2 separate regions of the Zea mays genome follow, and region 2 is linked to region 1. The links are chromatin contacts, called in public Hi-C maps. All regions are on one chromosome and are shown on one strand. Each heading gives the region's core, a stretch centred on a gene start, on an enhancer-like site or on the middle of the called end of the contact. The rest is flanking DNA. Distances are from core to core; before and after follow the strand shown. Region 1 holds the start of LOC100383070. Region 2 holds the start of LOC100281963 (small nuclear ribonucleoprotein Sm D1).

What was found. Hi-C and Micro-C count contacts between places; a contact is called where the count stands out from the background.
Region 2: a contact with region 1 is called in a Hi-C map of bundle sheath, with 2.4 times the contacts expected there. The contact joins the promoter of LOC100281963 here to the promoter of LOC100383070 in region 1. A contact is called at or near these places in 4 of 25 Hi-C or Micro-C datasets (bundle sheath, ear, leaf and 1 more).

What each region holds. Positions count from the first base shown.
Region 1 is chr2:40,369,319-40,375,485 of Zm-B73-REFERENCE-NAM-5.0, forward strand. It overlaps LOC100383070, which reads left to right and starts at 3,642. Exons shown (of 6, transcript NM_001175743.1): 1 at 3,642-3,998; 2 at 5,204-5,638. The coding sequence starts at 5,225.
Region 2 is chr2:41,025,245-41,031,411 of Zm-B73-REFERENCE-NAM-5.0, forward strand. LOC100281963 (small nuclear ribonucleoprotein Sm D1) reads left to right here and starts at 3,984. Exons shown (of 4, transcript NM_001154881.3): 1 at 3,984-4,129; 2 at 4,252-4,328; 3 at 5,308-5,499; 4 at 5,584-6,162. The coding sequence starts at 4,116. The coding sequence ends at 5,648.

The DNA of each region.
Region 1 (6,167 bases), core at 2,392-4,891:
TTGAAGCCTGTCGCGTAGGACAGTTCGGCTAGGCCGGTGACCTGCCGGCTTGATGAAGAGTTGATGCAGATCTGATCCCGCAGCAACGTCGAGGTAGAACGTGCTGATAACGTGTTGAGAACTACGTCACCACGAATCACCAGATCCGCTCCCTTCCCTCCCGTCAGCAGTAGAGGCGCAAGAAGATGTAGAGAATCCGTCTCCCTTCCCATAAGCACGACAGAGGAAACACACGAGACACTGGATATAGGGTTGGGCCTCTGGCCTCTTTCTGATCTCTATTCCATATGAGGGGTACATGTTCTATATATAGAGACGTGATTGTCATCAGGGGCATATTCGGTATTTGCCCACGTAACCCTTCATTAGGGTTTCTCAACAGATACAACAAGGTACGCATCATGCATGAGGAACCCCCGACGGTTTTGCATGCTACGGGCTGCAGACATCCCGGGTGGCCCCCCGCGGAGATCAGTCGCAGTGGCTGGCTGCCGAGCGGTGGCAGGGGCAGGGAGGGTATGGACCAGTTGCGGCGCCGGGCATGTTGAGATTTGCGACCGAGGTGCAGTGAGTGCTGCCACCCAGATTGGCCCTGAGCGCAGCGCAGTCATGTCCGCGTCGGCCCTCTGCCTCGGCTGTGAGAAGACTCTCGCTCACTGACGGACGGACGGATTGGACGCCGTCGTGCCAAAAGGCATGAATGAATGGTACGCATAGACAGAGGTTGCGTCTGGAGCATATCTTCAGTGGCAGTACAGGCACGGCCGGCTACTTGTAGCCTTTTGCAGTTTTTTTTTATTTTTTGATCGGCCACCCACTGACCACAGGCCGCAGCTGTGCGTGCATGTTGTGGCTGTACTACGACTACGAGCGAGTAGCTGTGGTCTTTTACCCCGCAGCCCATGTTCTGTTTTTCGAGCAGAGCATGCATGATTCGCGTGTAGGAGGAGACTAGGAGTACGTACGTGCGTACCCGCTGCGTTGCATTGCATTGCATTTGGATTTGGAGCATGCAGTTTGGATGCAACTTGGTGGCCTGGTGGGACTCGGGGAGGCGCATCGCCATCGCAGACGCTCCCTCGCTCGCATTCAATGGGCCAGAAGAATGTGAACACTGAACAGATCTTTTCGTGCTACAACCTCCAACAGCCTGCCCAGCGACCCCTAATGGCTGCAGGCTGCGCATGGCACGAGTGCATCGATCGAGATCCAACGTACTACTACTACGCTCACAGCGGTGCAGTGCAGGCAGTCGATCCAACCGCGGCGCACGTAACGGGACAGGAGCCTCTTGATAACTTGATTTATGGCGACCATGCCGTACTCTCGTACATCACATTTACATCGACCCAGCCTGATGTACTACTACCTCGTCGGGTGCAAAGCCTATTTATCGGTTCACCTGTAATCTCAATCTCCATCTCTTAGCCAGACCAAGAGTTCACTTAGATTTAATCCGTACCAGCTTCTACTAATAGTACAATATTTTATCTATAGATTGCAATTATAGCAACAATCCGAATATTTGGCCTATTCGTTTATGCCGTATTTCACTAAGAATCATTCCAGTTGATCAAATCTTATATAAGTCAGATAAACAATCCAGCTAGTAATTATTCTGGGCGCTCAATCCACTGGAACCAAATATACCCTTAGGCCCTGTTCGATTTTCACGGATTGAAGCTCCGGAATGATTTCTAGCTAGATTACTTCTCTAATTTATATAAAATTTTGATAAGCTGTAACGAATTCTAATTCCTTCCCAGACAAGTGAACGGACCCTTAACTGGATTTAATCCGAAGCGAACACGCTGAGCATCGCCCTAACCCAATCTTCCACGGGCACGGATTTACCGTACGTAGGCGCCTAGGCGGTAGGGGTGAAAACGGGCGGATACGGACGGATAGTAGCCCATCCTGTATCCTACCCTAATGTATTTAAAACGGATTCGGGATCGGATACGGATAGTTAGAAACGGGACGGATACGGATACAGGGACCGGATATTTATCCGGGCGGATAAGTGACGGATACGGATATTATTTGATCGGATATCGGATACTTGTCGGATAATGCATTAATTGGTTATCATAAAATATTCTTGTTCGACCACGAAATTGCAAGTAAATTAATACTAATAAACATTTAATAGAAGATAATCTAAAGTTCCCACATAAAAATGGTAAAGTGAAGTATTGATTATGTTGAAACTTGGATACTTAGAGTGATTTCACGTGTAACTCACACAATAAGTGGAAATAAAATAGAAAAAACGTTGACATCCTGTGGATTTTATGGTCCCATTATTTTTTATGACTATATGTGGCCATATGTTATACCTTCATATAATTTCATAGATTTCTGAGGCTATTTGTACATTATTAATTTCTTTCTACATAAAATCATCAAAATATAATTAAAATTCATACATACACTAGTTTTGACCCAAAATTGCAAAAAATTACCAAAACAAAAAACATTCTATTCAAATAAAACCTCAAATCGCCACATGAAAATGATAAATGAAATATTAATTATGTTGAAACGTCGATACATAAAATGATTTCACGTGTAACTCACGCAATAAGTGGGAGTGGAATGGAAGAAACACCAACATCTTGTGGATTTTATAATCTAAATGTTTTTTGAGAACTATATGTGGATATATGTTGTGTCCCCGTAAAAATTCATGAATTTTTAGGCTATTTGGTGTATTATTAATTTCTTGTTGTAGAAAATCATCAAAATACAATTAAATTCATAAAAATATTGTAGTGTCGATCGGAAATTGTGAATAAGTTACCAATATTAATAAATAGTTTATAAAAAGATAATTCTAAGTTCCCACATAGAGATAATCTTAAGTCCCCACATGAAAATGTTAAAGTCTATTATTTTGTTATAAATTTAGACATTATTTCAATGATTTTGGCCTAAAGATATGTTTAAACAAAAATGTGTTGTACTACAAAGTTATAGATCTCTTCGAGCTCTACAATTTTCATATAAACTTTATCTTCATCCGATTTCATATGTAAAAGTTATGATTTTATAACTATATTATTATGCAGAAAAAGAAAAAACGGGTACCCGAATTCCGGGTACCCGTATCCGACCCGAATATCCGGGTATTCACCGGGTAGTACTCGTTCCGTATCCGACCCGAATCCGAAGCTGTACTATCCGGGTATTACCCGTATCCGTCCCGAATACAAAAATATCCGTATCCGTATCCGAAAAATGGTCCCGAATCAGTATCCGTATCCGGTACCCGTTTCGGGTACCCTACCCGTTTTCACCCATACTAGGCGGTGATGTACTCGTACTTACATGTTTGCGTATAAGCCAACGGCCGCATCCAACGTCTATATCTCACGCTGCTCTGCTCTCCCCTTGTGCATGCATGGGTACAGTATATACGAACCCCCGACCAGGAAACGGAAACGCAGTTTGCATTTTGCAGCACGGGCAAGATACATATGTAGATGGACGCCGAGCTGAGCAGCCCGAGCATGGCATCAATGTCCGTCTCTCTCTCTCCACACCCGCCCGTTTCGAGTCCCAACGGATCCTTCCGCACATCTCCCACCCTTCTCTTGGTCAGAAACCGCCCCTGCTCCTCCGTCCTCACACCCTGCTCTCTCTCTCTCTCTCTCTCCCTCTGCTTCTGATCCTTCCTCCTCCACCCTTTATTCTACTCCTCTTCTCTCTCCGGCGTAAAACAATCGTGCTGTGAGAACGATGGGAGAGAAAGAGAGTGAGGGAGCCAAGTAATGGCAGGGGGGGAACCTTCTTTTCCTGACTCCCCCCTGTGCCTGCTGCAGCCCATCATTTGTCCCTGATCCTTGTGCTTCGTTCCTGTTGCGCTTTTTTTTTCTTGGGCCATCGGTGGACTGGAGCCGTCGCCGAATCAGGAGACACTTCCCATTTCTTACAAGGAAAGGGGCCGGGGTGGAGCCTCGCCATCCGGCGATCATCCTCCTCCAGTCACAGCACAGGTTCGCGTTCCATCCCCATTCCCCCTCGATGGCTCCGTAGCCAGGGTCTCTGTTTCTCGGCCTGTCATTCGCCGCGAGGGGATCGTCCCTACTCCCTAACCCTCTATCCATACCTGTGTTTCTCGCGGAATCGATGGCGCATCCATCTCCTGCGGATCTCGCAGAATTTTTGGATCTTTCTTTGTTCTACATTATACGCAGTTTTGCGTCATCAGCATGTTCTTGCATGTTTCTACATTTCTTTTTCCTTATCCTGGCTGTTCTCTCCGGATAGACGTTTCATCCTTGTCATCTAAAACCTTAACCTGAAACAGGAGTATAATAAGTTCGAGTTTAGAGACTATTCGACTTGACATTTTGGAGAGAGCTCTCGGGGAAAACTGTTCCCTGTCGGAGGTTCCATGCCTTCCTGCTCTTGATCACTTGTTCTTCACCGTTAATCTATATAGATTATATGATATTAAGTCGGTTTAAATCCTTAGCGAGGATACTTCAATTCACATGGAATTAGAATAATCGAACAAAGACTTAATTTAGTGTTCAGTTTGATGAGCGCGTTAGTCCACCATCTTCTCACTCATTTTTTTTTGTTTTGTTTGTAAAATATAATGAATTGATCTATCATCACCTCATTCGTTATAATTAGTTAGTATTAATACGAGAAATGAGATCATCCCATCAAATTTAAGAAAATAGATCTATAATACACCATCTCATTTTGGATGGAATGATTAATCAAACCAAAAACTCTAGGTGGATGCGATGAAATAGTCATGTTCCATTCTTTATTTCCTTTTAGTTTTTTTAGTACAGTATTACTTGGTAGGGGAGTGTGCTGCTCGCATCGACTTTCGCATTTCAACACTGTCTTGTTTGTTTTGTTCTCTAACTATATGGATTAAGTGTTATTGAGTAGGTTTAAATCACAAACAAGTCAAAACCTTTCATAATTTTTTTAGTCCCATCGAATCCAATAACTGAACAATCCTTTATGAATTTCTTAAAAAATACCGGTACTATATGAGTTGTCGTTTAGTGTCATTGACACGGTTTTTGTTTTGCAACCAGCTTCACAATTTTCATCAAAAGAAATATCACTACCGTTGTCAGATTCCTGTTGTCTCTCAATGTTATCATTGTCTACCTCTGTAACTTTGAAGCTGATGTTTAGTGTCATTTAACTAATTTTCACCCCGTTAGGTTAGGTTGAATAATCCAAGCTTGAGATGGAAGGTCATGTAGCAATGGAGTGGAATGATCCTAATCCAGGCCCAGAATCCTTGACGAGCTTCCAAACCGAAGCTGTTCGACCAGACACCGCAGGGGGCCACAGCAACGACGACGTTGAAGCTGGATTTGAGAAGCATGGCTTGGCAGTCACCGTAAGGCCGCCTGAGGAGGAAGCTCGGTCAGTGCCACTAACCCCACAGCTTGGCCAGAAGTCCAGTCCTGGCAGCAGCCTCGCGGAGAGGATGCAGGCAAGAGCTGGATTCATGGTGTCGAAGCTCAACATGCCCTTCAGCACAGCAGCTGGAGCTGACAATTCAGTACCCGAAGTTCCATCGCCCTACCTCACGATTCCGCCTGGCCTGAGCCCAGCAACGCTGCTGGAGTCACCAGTCTTCGTTTCTAATTCCATGGTATGTGCTCTTCTCTAGGTTATGATAGGGTGTGGACGCGTTACCAGAATCAGTATTGCTTTCGTCTATGGATGCTAAACTGACAGTTCAAGAATGCTTGCTTTAATAAGCTTTTGACCTCTCCAGGGGAGTTCGTGAAAGCTCTACTTCAGTTCCATGATGATCAGTTCTGCCTTGTTTTGTACCATCCAGTCTCTTCTTTCCAAACAGGCTTCTGTTTGTTTTCTCAAAAGCAGAAAAATAGTATCGTACCATTCAAATATTTCAAAGTTTTCTTGAAAGCAAGAATATGATGATCAATCTCTGTTCTTTCCATAGTTATGTGGCAATGTATGCCCCACACTTCAGGTCCAAACTTCCCCCTTATGTACTACTTGGAACTCCAATATAATAGCTGTTAATGTTGTCAAAGCTGCATAGGAATTTCATGTGTTTGCTCTCTTCATATTCATATCTGTATTTTGAATCATCATGTTATTTCATATGTAAATTAACTAAGGAGGTATCAACTAGGACAATTATTTTAATG
Region 2 (6,167 bases), core at 2,734-5,233, 660 kb after region 1:
GGCTTGATAAATGCAGGCTTGTTAACTTGGTAATTAGTCAAATGAAACTCAAATTCTTTAATGACTTCTTTTGGCCACTTTTAGCCTCAGCTTCATACAATGTAGATGGGCATTTGTGCTTCCTTCCAAAAGTTTCATATTTCGTTGTTTATTTAAATCATCGTTTTTAGATGGGAATATGTAGCTGAACATCTTCAAACTGTTTACATAATATATCTGCATTGTTGTTGTGTTGATGCCAGTAGAATTAACACTTAATAAGTAGTATATGTTCATTACTGAGTTCATGTTTTAGTGCCCTCTGTAATTGACAAATCGAATTGCAATTGGAGTTAGACATGTGTAACTGAAATGTGCAAACTGCCACAATAAAGTTGTGACATCCAGCTGACGGAAAGTTTGTCTTTTCGTGCATATACTCTCAGTAATCATCACTAAATTTATCAGGGCTCAGGAGTTGGTGTTCTCTTGTAAGCTGCCAATTTATTTGTTTCTTATGTCAACCTATGAATAAAGCTATTGGAGAGCATGATGATACAAACCAGTCCTCCATGAAGTTCCTTAGAGAAGGCAGTGTGCAGTCCTCACCAAATGGATTTCTATCAAGTGATGTTGGTCCAAGAAGCAGACAAGGCACTTTTGACCTTCAACTTCCAGCTGATCATTATATAGATGATGATGGCACATCAGATAACAAGCCCATAGATTTCCTTGGTTTGGCATCAGATACAAAACCCCGGATTGATGCTGAGCTTGCATTAGTTAGTGCAGAAGGCTTGGGCAAGTTCAGTGATAATAGTTCATCCTCAGGTTTGCCGACTACAAATAATCTTGGACGCCGGCATGTTACCGACCTGAATGAATCAAATATTGGCTTCCATATGGGTAGAGCAAATGGATCAGTTTCCAGAGGCCTTCCGCGTACCCTTGAGAACTCATGGAACCAACCAATATTGAGAGCAAACACAACTAATTTCAGTTTCAATAAAAAACCCTCCAAAGAAAAGCACACAGATGAAGGTACAAGCTCAAATTTCTTCGACACGTGTGAAAACAGTACATGACGATAAACCATCAATCAATAAAGGTAACAATAAGGTTCATTTTGACATATTTGTTTGTTTTAGTCATACATTACTGGCTGCAGAGTTCCTTTCATGGTCCAGTAGATATGTTAATACTTAATGACGTAGTTACCATATTTGTCAGCTATGAGAACCTCCGTTCACAAATATATAACGCCGTTGACTTTTTTCTAAAACTTTGACTACTCGTCTTATTAAAAAAATCTTGAGTTATCATTTATTTTGTCGTGATTTGTTTTATCACTTAAGGTTGTTTGAGCGTGACTTGAAATCTTACATTTTTGAATAAATATTTTGAATAATACGAACGGTCAAAGTTTTAGAAAAAAATCAACGACGTCATATATTTGTGAACGGAGGGAGTAGTTTGCGGTAAAAGCATATTTGTTCGGATTTAGGGAGGAAAATGAGTTTATCTATACTGTGACTCATACAGTCTTGGTAACACGGTTAACAAACGGACATAACATGCAAACTGTATCTTTTTACTATTTACCTTAACCATGTGAGTTCTTTTATTTGGTTCTGGACATCCTTTTATTCTAGCTTGCTGTAATCTACTGGATTGCAGCATGAACACCTTCATGGGTCTTAGCTTATCTTTTCACTGCCAATTGTGGTCTGAGATGTGTACTATTAAATCTCGAACAACTATGTTGCAGGCTTCTGTAGTCCGTAGGCTCCAATCTGTACTATAACACATACTCATTTCTATGTGGTCTACTTGTTTACCAAATCATATTACAGAATAGTTCTCTGTATTTTGTGTTCCAGTACTTTGATCACTGAATAAATAGAACACATACAGATTTGTAATCGGGCTCCACCTGTCGTCGTGGCTACAACTCGTGTAGAGGCTTGTCGAGGAGCAGCAGTCAGTGTTGTAAGTGGCGAAGCAAGACATGGAGGCCGATGTTGTGGCGGCGGCAGATCGAGGAGACTCCAACGCCGATGCTGCCGGCAGCAAAGCATGCGCCGTCCTGGGCCAAGAACATCAAGGCAGTGAAGCGGTGGGCAGGACATCGAGGGAGTACATTAGGTCGCTTTCCAGGCCAGGCCACCATTCCCGAACGACATGGCCACCAACGGCGATGAGGATGAACGCGGCGGGCTGGGCGAGCGCGTCTTGGATCCGAACGCGAGGGGCAGCCTGCAGCGGGGCCTAGAGAGACAAAGGAAATGGAGCTCGTGGATGGAGCACGCGGTGACGGACGAATGCCTGTTCGAGTGGACAGCCCCCGCAAGGACGTTGGCGGCGGTGAGGTGGACACGGTTCTTGAAGCCGAGCAGAAGGTCGAGGTTGTGGAGGTCGGCGTCGACAGCTGGGAGGCCGAGGCGCGCGAGGGAGACGAAGGCGGCTAGCCTGCTGGTTGTGGTTTCGATGGCACCCTTGCCGGAGGCTCAGTTCCTTCCGAACGATGTGGCCCCTCGTCGACCGAGTTCGTCGGGCGAAACTGGCTGGTGCGAGCAAAAGGCAGCAGTCGTCGAAGAATCCGAGGGGGAGGGGATGCGGGCCCAGCCGTGTAGGAGAAGGCATACGAAGGCGGAGGTGGAAGTGATTGAGAGAGAGGAATACGGGACGCTACGTTCGCAGCTCTACTGAATTGAAGCACATTTTCGGGTCCGTGAGCACACGCCACGCGTCGACGCAGCAGTGGCAGGAGAGCCATGAATCGCGGAGAGCGCTTCAAAAGGCTTCAGGTTTTAAGGAACAAGATTAATTCTCCTATCTTTGTTCACTGCTGGCTGGGCCTTTGCCTTTTTCTATTCTGATAACATGAAACTTCGAGCAAATAAAGCTTCATAGGACAAAGCTTTCCATATGCAACCAATCCTTCTCTCAATGCAATCCATGTGATAATGTGAATAATTCAAAAAAAAACATTTTTTTGGTACAATATCAATTCACAAAATCTATCAAATATAAACCTTATATATAACGGTTGCACTTTTAGTTTAGAAGTGATTAGCGTGATCATATCTGAGCCGGTGATGTCTCGTCATGTTTTCTAGCCGTGATGACCTCGTGCCTTCAGTTCTACACAACATGTTAATGCAGTCGTTTTAACAAGGTACGCATAACACAAGCACTAGATATAATATGTGGTTATGCAGTCATTTCATCAAGCTGCACACAAGCACATGTTTGGATGGGATTGAGATAGGGATGAGGAAATGGATTGAGATAAAAGGAAGGGGTACCGAATAAGTACGCTAGTCTTTATTTCCCTATCTCCATTTCCCATCGTCCAAACATAGGAGAACATCAATCCCACCTTTCATTTTCAATATCCCGACCCTCATTTCCCATTTGCCAAACACCACGAAAAAGGCTACTCTCGTGTTCCCGTGAATTTTAGTTTTTATAAGAACACATGTGATATTCTGGCCCAATGGAGAGTTATGTCCTGACCTAAGGCTTAACAAAATTAATAAACTACTCATACCAACCATGTGATCTTCTTTTTCAAAAACTTGTCTTGAAAGAAACTCTAGATTAAACGTGCTTGGACCAGAGCAATATTGAGATGTGTGACCGACCGAAAAGTTTTCTAAAATGCATATGAGTGAGAATAAAGTGTGTATAAAAGATTTATATTGGTCTCTGAGGATGCTCTATAATCATAGAGGACTGACATGAGTAAGTACTGCGGGTCCAGGACTCCTGTGAATTTTAGTTTTTATGAGAACATATTTTGCCAGGAACATGAGCATGTTTCCATACAAATACAGTGTTTCGAGAAAAAATGTTTCCGTACTAATACCGACACAAATGGCCCAATATGTTTTTAAGAGAACATATTTTGCGAGGAACAGTAGGTTTTCAAAAAGATCAATATAAATGGGGCCCAACAAAGGCCCAATTAAGCAGCTCGAACCTCCTCCCACCCGTCCGCCAGATCAGCATTCAAACTAGGGTTTACTCCTGCCGCTCCGAGAAAGCAAACAAGCGTCAGCTCCGCCGGCTTCCTCCGCGCTTTCTCCCCGCCGCCGCCGCCGCCGCTCCTTCCCTACGCCAGGCACGCCAAGATGAAGCTCGTCAGGTAACGCCCCCCCGTATTCGTTCGCCCATTGTTAGGGTTGGCTTCCCTTTACCGTTCCTCGCCGCTCCGTTTGCTACGAACTTCGCCTATTTTGGTGCTCATTTCGGTGCGCTTCGCCGCAGGTTCCTTATGAAGCTGAACAATGAGACGGTCACCATCGAGCTCAAGAACGGCACGGTTGTACACGGCACCATCACCGGTACGCTTCGACTCTAACCTCTAGCGGGGCCGCGGGAAAACCTTTAAATTTTCTGCGATCTGAAGAGGCTTCAAATTTTAAGGTGTTTTGTACGATGCGTGTATGCTTACTTCCTTAGGATGTGTTCAGCTCGATCTAGTAGGTATCGTGATTTGCTTGTGAGCCGTGTTGTTTGTCACTGCTGTCTGACTTTAGTTCTAGAGACACTGAGACAGTAGAGTTGAGCATGCCTTTTGTGCCACAAGTCCTTTTAAATAAAACCATATGTTTAATATGTCAATTGGTTAGCCCTAAATTTCTTGTATAATTCATTCAATCAAGGGGCATTCCTGTCGAGTGATGACTAGTAGGTAGGGATAGTTGAATATGTCAATTGGTTGCCTCAAGTTTTAGGTCCATTAGTGGTAGGGATTCGTCAAGTGATCAGATGTCTGTTAAACAACAGGAATTCAAGTGCATAGTTGATTTTGCAATAGTTTTAGCTTCTCATGGGCTTGTGTGGTTTCCTTGAGGGCTTCAATACATGTGAACTGTGAAACTTAGATGATGTCATACATTGTCATATACTGAAATGCATAGAGAGTATTGATTTTTCTTCCTAATAAGAGGGGTTTCTTGGGAATCTGGATTGGAATGCTAGTTTACAACTTTCTAGATTTTTCCCATGTTAATGTTTTGGGTGGATAAGGTTGCCTGTAAACTACATTTTGATGTTGAGAGCATGCAAAAGTTCATTTTTCACAAGACAGGGGAATATACATCGTGAAAGGCTTATTTTGAACTTTCCTCTTTTTTCCCCCTCTCTGCTACAATTCAGGAAATCACTGTATGATTGCAGCTCTGGCACTTGAACGGTGTACTCTCACAGTATTATGATCCGCACATATTTTGCTAATACCGATGAGGTTAATCTAGGATCATGGTTTTGTTTTTACACAATAATATCCCCTGACCCATGCATCTTTTTTTTTTTGGGTAGGTGTTGACATAAGCATGAACACTCATCTGAAGACAGTGAAGCTTACACTGAAAGGGAAGAACCCTGTAACACTTGACCACCTCAGCGTGCGAGGAAACAACATCCGCTACTACATCCTTCCCGACAGCTTAAACCTGGAAACCTTGCTGGTAGAGGAAACCCCTAGGGTGAAGCCTAAGAAGCCAACTACAGGTTTGGTTTCGCCTGCCTTTGTTCTGATCGAGTCTAATTGTTGCTAATGATACCGACTCACTGGCCAACGTCTGTTCTGTGCAGGAAAGCCTTTGGGGCGTGGTCGCGGCCGAGGTCGTGGACGTGGTCGGGGCCGGGGGCCACGCTGAGCTTTATCGTTCCCCTGCTGTCGGCTCCCTTGCAAGACAAGTTTCCTCTACAATGTAAAACATCTTTCCTCTGCACGCTGTGTGAAAGAATGTTGCATCGTTACCCTTCTGATGAAGGTGGACGAAATATCTCAATGTCAGTAGTTCTTGCTGTGAAATCACGCTGTCTACCTGGCCCCCCTACTCATGCCTATCTTAGGTTTACACTCTAGTTAATTTGTAATGTTTTTTTTCTCCCCCGTGGAATACATGTAAGCTGCCGCAGAGCTTTGGATGTCTAGGGTTGTATACTTGTGTTTGCCACATGGGGGGGACTGGGGATTATTGATCTGGAGCTATGCCTGTGGCTGGCTCTGTTAGATCTTGACCTCTGCTTGAAACTAAATTACCATTGTGCTGCTCGGGGGATCGCAGATACTGGTTTTGCTAAAGCAGTTGGCATCTACAGGTCTCTCTCAGACGATGCCCGTGGCCTTTATCGACTTTTCTGCTGTATTGGTAAAGGATTGCTAGCTATTG